2 separate regions of the Zea mays genome follow, and region 1 is linked to region 2. The links are chromatin contacts, called in public Hi-C maps. All regions are on one chromosome and are shown on one strand. Each heading gives the region's core, a stretch centred on a gene start, on an enhancer-like site or on the middle of the called end of the contact. The rest is flanking DNA. Distances are from core to core; before and after follow the strand shown. Region 1 holds the start of LOC100281883 (CONSTANS-like protein CO8). Region 2 has its middle 23 kb from the start of LOC103641093.

Region 1 (2,700 bases), core at 168-2,667, 280 kb after region 2:
TCAAAACACTGAAACCATGTGGATGAACAGCTGCATAAGCTATATGCTCCATATATAGATTAACCAAACCCACTTCCTGATTGGCCCATCAAAATCCCCTTTTATTCCGATCATCTAAGAGCTTGCTATGGAAGCATGGATGGCAGATTTCCACCACAACTATATTGTTAGCCCCAGTAAAGCGATGACGATGAGCCAACGCAGAATTTGATAGACAACCCAGTAAAGTTGTATCTTACAAGACACAATAAATCCCCTAGTTCGTTCACCAACTGGTGATGACCCATCGAAATTCCGCGCCATCATTTAAAAATAGCGATGGCGGAATTTCACCACGGATGCTGCTCACATGAATGACGAGACGACACGACACAAACGAGAAGGGCGGTTGCTTAACTTGCTTCAAACTGGGCGAACGCCACCGCCAGAAGCCCAGAAGCGCTGCCCGCTGTGATGCGAGTGTGACCCCTAAATTTTCAAGGCACAAACTTTCTAGAAGCTTGGCACGACCCCGTAGGCCCCGGCGTCCACGAAGAAGCCGTCCCTGGCGTCGTCGGAGAAGGAGAGCCAGAACTTGGCAGCAGCGTCGATGCTGTCCGATGTGCCGGCACCCGAGGAGGAGGAGGAGGAGGTGCCGGCGGCGCGCTTGACAAAGCGGCCCTTGATCCTGGGCCGCGCCTCGGCATAGGCCTTGCGGGACGCGTAGCGGATGGTCTTCTGGAACTTGCGCCTCTCGCGCTTCTCGCGGTACCTCTGCACCCTCGCCTCCCGCTCCGCCGCCGCCGCGGCGACCACGGCGGCGCCCGGGACGACGACAGCGGGCGACCACGTGGCCGTCCATGCGGCGGCGGCCAGACCGGGCTGCGCCCACAGAGGTGCAGCGCCGTGATGGACGACGGGCGCCACGCCGTCCGGCAGGTAGCCGCCGCCGCCCGTGACACAGGCAGCGAAGTCGACGTCGGACAGCAGGTCGAACAGGCCCCTGCCCTCCGCGCCGCTGTCGCCGGTGGTGAAGCTCGCCGACGAGCTCCCGTTCTGGGGGCTTCCCTGCCCCTGCGCAGGCGCCGACGCCCACGACGACGCCGCGTCGATGTCGTCGGGCGCGAAGAGGTCGTCGTCGTACACGCCGGATGCAGCAGTCACCATGGAAAGGGGCACGCGCTCGTGGCGCGACGCCAGCAGGTTCGCAGCGTGCACAGCGGTGTCGCAGGGGCTGCAGAGCGCCGCAGCGTCCGCCGCGCAGTACACCACCGCGGCGCCGCCGCAGACCGCGCACGCGCAGGCGGCTCCCCCAGCCGCTGGGCTTGTGCTGCCTTCGCTTCTTCCCATCTCTCCTTCTAGTTTTTTTTTTCTTCTTCTGGGCTTGCCTCAGCTTTCTTGAGCTTCTTTGTGTTTTGCTTGTGCTTGCGTTTGTGTTTTTGAGTGCGAAATGGCAGTGAAGCTGCTGAGCTGTATTAATAGGGGGAGGGAGATGAAGTGATGAAGCCACCGGGGACGAGCGGGAGGCGGGGAGCTTAGCGCGAAGGTGGAGTTGGTGAATCGGTTAAGTGGACACGTGGAGCTCTAATGGCCGCGAAAACTTTGGCTGAGGACGACCAAGATCGTGTAATTTAGAGGGAATTGGTAGGTGTACTATGGTAGGCACCCTTGTTCCCTTGCCAAACCATCCAGGTCTGCACTTGTTACAGTGTGACCTCTTGACATTAATTTCTGACATGACATATTCCTTCTCTTCTACATTACTTAGAGCAACTACAGTAGTTCTCTAAAATACTCCTTAAATCAATAATTTAGATAGTTAACCTAAAAACTCATCTCCAACAGCTCTCTAAATAAACTTTCTAAATTTAGTCACTTTTCATCTAACCTTATTTCCTACCTACATTTAGCAACCACTTACCAACTCCCGAAACATAAAATCTGGCATACTTCTTTTAGTTGGACGTCTTTTCCACATTCTGAGTCCATGCGTCAGCTGTTGGTGATGCACAATTGCAGCACCTAGTAAGTTAGAGATTAAACAATTAATAATGTAACTGTTGCACATGCACATGTTGAGAATAAACAATTGTGGCAACAAATCAAAAGGACAACACAACTCACCATGTTGGATCAGTTTGCTGACGAGGTCACAATTTTGAGATCGAGTTGCAGAAGGGAGATGAAAACAAAAGGAAAAATGGCTAATCACACTCAAATTGGTGATATGACAAGTTTTAACATATTTAGGAAGTAATATATAGAGAACTGTTGGAGGAGATAAGTTTTTTTGTTTCCTATATTATTTGAGTACTTGCTAAATCTCAAATTTAGGTAGTAGAAATATACATAACTATTGGAGCTGCTCTTATAGGTCATTTGTCTTTGCCCATACGAGAAATTTTACAGTTCTCGGAAGAAGAAAAACTAGAGCTATCTATTTTAATAGATCTAATAGTTTAAAATAAGAAAAAAAAACAGTAACATACGGGCAAAGAACTAGTTCCAGATTTAGTTCGAAAGGTATATATCATAGTACATTCACGGATTCAAGAGCTCCTCATCTCCCATCTTCTCTGTTCTTCGCACACGCCGCCAGCCACCCGATGACACCACGCCGCCGCCGACCAATGCTAGCCCGAGTAGAAATCCGCGTCCCCAACTCGTGCCGTCCAACCATGGACGGTACTGGAGCAGTGGCTGCGGGCTTAGGTTGGGTGG
Region 2 (2,700 bases), core at 75-2,574:
AATATCAGTCCAACTAAGAACGCAGCAGGAATTAGGAACAGTTTTATGGCAGACATAAAAATTTAGCAGTTACAAACATAAGTGATTTTATTTCAATTTTTATGGTTATTACGAATAGGCGATAATTAGGGACAATTTTATGACAGACGTGAAAATCTAGCCGCTACGAACTTAAATGATTTGATTTGATTTTTTATGGTAATTATGAACAACATAAATCAAGAAATTGCCTTTTCCAATTTGCATGCAAAAAATATGCATGCAATAAACTGATATAGAAACTCCGTGTTCAAGCATAAAATTGTACAGTTTTCAGCGTAAATAGTGCATGTTATAGGCATAAAACATAATAATCGAAAGACAACACGAATCGGAGGTGGTAGTCGCTGGAGGACGTCGTCAACGACACAAGAACACATGGAGGTCGTCACTCGGGCCACCCGAACTGTACCAGATCGGAGGATGTCACGTGCGATCGTCGTTGTGTGCACCTCGCACCTCATGCGTCGTCATCGCTACTCGCACGTCGAGGGGCGCCGCCGCCTCGGGAATGTCGCCGCCTTGGGGCCCTGGGGACGGCGCCGCTTGCCCGCACAGGGGCCCGCCGTCACTCGCCCTCTGGATCGGGGAGCCACCGCGCCACTGACCTGGGAACCACCACCTCTACTTTGGATCGAGGAACCGCCGCCACCACGCGTCCGGGTCGAGGAGCCGTGGCTACCGCAGCCACCAACCGGTGTGTAATACCCAATTTGTAAGAAAATATTAAAGGAGACATTATTTCTTTTATATATATGTATGTGTCATCTCTATTCACCATCACATGTGAACACCACATTTAAAAACAAATAATTAATAAAAGACATACCACTAAATTATGCATCATGCTGAGATTTTTATTTTGTGTGCATTTTGTGACAACATAAAAATAATGTAAAAAGAAATATATAAAAGTACAAAGTGGAATTTAAGATCTAAAAGAAATTCTAGAATTGAGAAAAGAGAAGAAAATACTAAACAAATGAGGTAAAATAAAATATATAAATAAGAATATATTTCTTTACTCTAAAATTTGAATTTGGTACACTTTGATCATTGAGGAATCTCATAACAAAATTTAAATTCAAACGTGAATTCTAAAAATAAAGAGGAAAAAGGAATCAGAAAAAGGAAATGAAAAAGAAAAGGAAAAAAACTTTGTTGGGCTGGAATAACCATTTTCGGCCCATTCTTCACCGGATTCCGCGCAGCCCAATCCCAAGGAGCGGCGCCGATAGCATGGTCCCACTGGACAGTCACTCACCGCGCCTAAACCTGCCCGGGGAACTGACTGGCGGGTCCGCTTGGTCGACCACACACTCGCGTACGCGCTTCCCCTCCTTCGCTGCTCCGCGGGACCCGCGCGCCAGCTCCACCATTTGACTGCACCGCGTCCCTCCGCGTCTCTAACTGTGCCCCCCACACGTCATATCCCTCCCCAACAGAATCGCCCGCATTCCTGGCACGACCGGCGCACAGTGCGGAATCCTCGACCATGACTGCTCCGATCCGGTAGCCTCATCGTGCGTATAAAGGTTGGTCGCGCTGCACGCCCGCGACCCTATTTCAATGCCTAGACAACTATGGATTCGTCCTCCCATCGTGAGAGAGCTTGTGGGAGCCATGGGAGATCGGACCGCGCTGCCGGGGAAGCGTGGAAGGCCAAATTTGTTGCTCCGATCGTCGTGAGTCCCCTCTTGAGTCTACCTCTGTTCATTCTTTTCCGTTCGCGCCTAGAATTACTCAACAATAGTTGTTTTGCCGCCGGCAATCGCTCGTCGGAGCAGAGCCTCCGCCACGGTGCGATGACCTACGCGGGCACGGGACCCTAAGCCTCTAATGCCGGCGTGTGCTCAGCTAGGTGATTCGGGGTGCTCCAAGCATTGTGTAGCATCATCGGAATTAGGTAGTTGGGCGCTCGGGCGCTGGTTAGTAGTTCGCCGGCGGGCGCCCACCGCGCATGGATCTCGCGCCGCCGTCACAGTGGAAGGGATTAGGGTGAGGGGCATGCACGTTGGATCGGACGCCTGCGGCTGCGATTAGATCTGGCGTACCGATTCGGGCCAGGTAGATCGGAGCGTTGGAATTAGATCGGAGGGCGCAGAATCAATCTCGGTATGAAGCGTTGCGGTCCGTTGATCGCAGATCGTAGGGCTAGTGCTGCGTACCGGTTCAGGATGAATCTGGATCTAATCTGCACCGTCCACTTGTGATCGTGCGGCCCAGATCCATAGATACCCATTCAGCCTCGACAATTTTATTAAAGAACCCCTGGGTTTATTGAGATTCAACCCGCAGTCCTATTAGTGGAACTCTGAGTCTTAGTGTTATTTGCGCAGTGAACCCTAGCTTTTGTTTAAATCACGTGCGCAGACCAGAAGTCAGTAAAAAGGAATAAATGATTAAGGAAATTGATTTTTAGTATGAAATTAATTGCAGAAACTTGTAAAATTCCTAGAAAATTCAAATTAAGTCCAAATTAATTCGTTCTAGTTTCTATAATTTTGTAAAATTATTGTTTATCCAATAGTGCCATTGTTTTGACATGAAAGTCACATTAAATATTATATCCTAATTAATCTTGTATCAAACACATAAAATCTTTGGAAATTCATAACTTAAAATCTATAACTCCAAAATTAATGATTCTTGTTCCTATGT

The links. A called contact is a pair of places that touch in the nucleus more often than the background predicts.
Region 1: a contact with region 2 is called in a Hi-C map of endosperm, with 3 times the contacts expected there. The contact joins the promoter of LOC100281883 here to the enhancer-like site in region 2. A contact is called at or near these places in 2 of 25 Hi-C or Micro-C datasets (endosperm and leaf).

Annotation. Positions count from the first base shown.
Region 1 is chr10:55,423,525-55,426,224 of Zm-B73-REFERENCE-NAM-5.0, forward strand. It overlaps LOC100281883 (CONSTANS-like protein CO8), which reads right to left and starts at 1,418. Exons shown (of 1, transcript NM_001154803.1): 1 at 21-1,418. The coding sequence starts at 1,329. The coding sequence ends at 493.
Region 2 is chr10:55,142,782-55,145,481 of Zm-B73-REFERENCE-NAM-5.0, forward strand. No RefSeq gene overlaps it. Among protein-coding and RNA genes, the nearest start is that of LOC103641093, 23 kb to the left of the region's middle. Within about 2 kb of position 1,325, at least 20 of the 20 cell types and tissues checked have an H3K27ac peak or open chromatin away from gene starts, as enhancers often do. A contact at or near this core is called in endosperm and leaf, where this site is marked.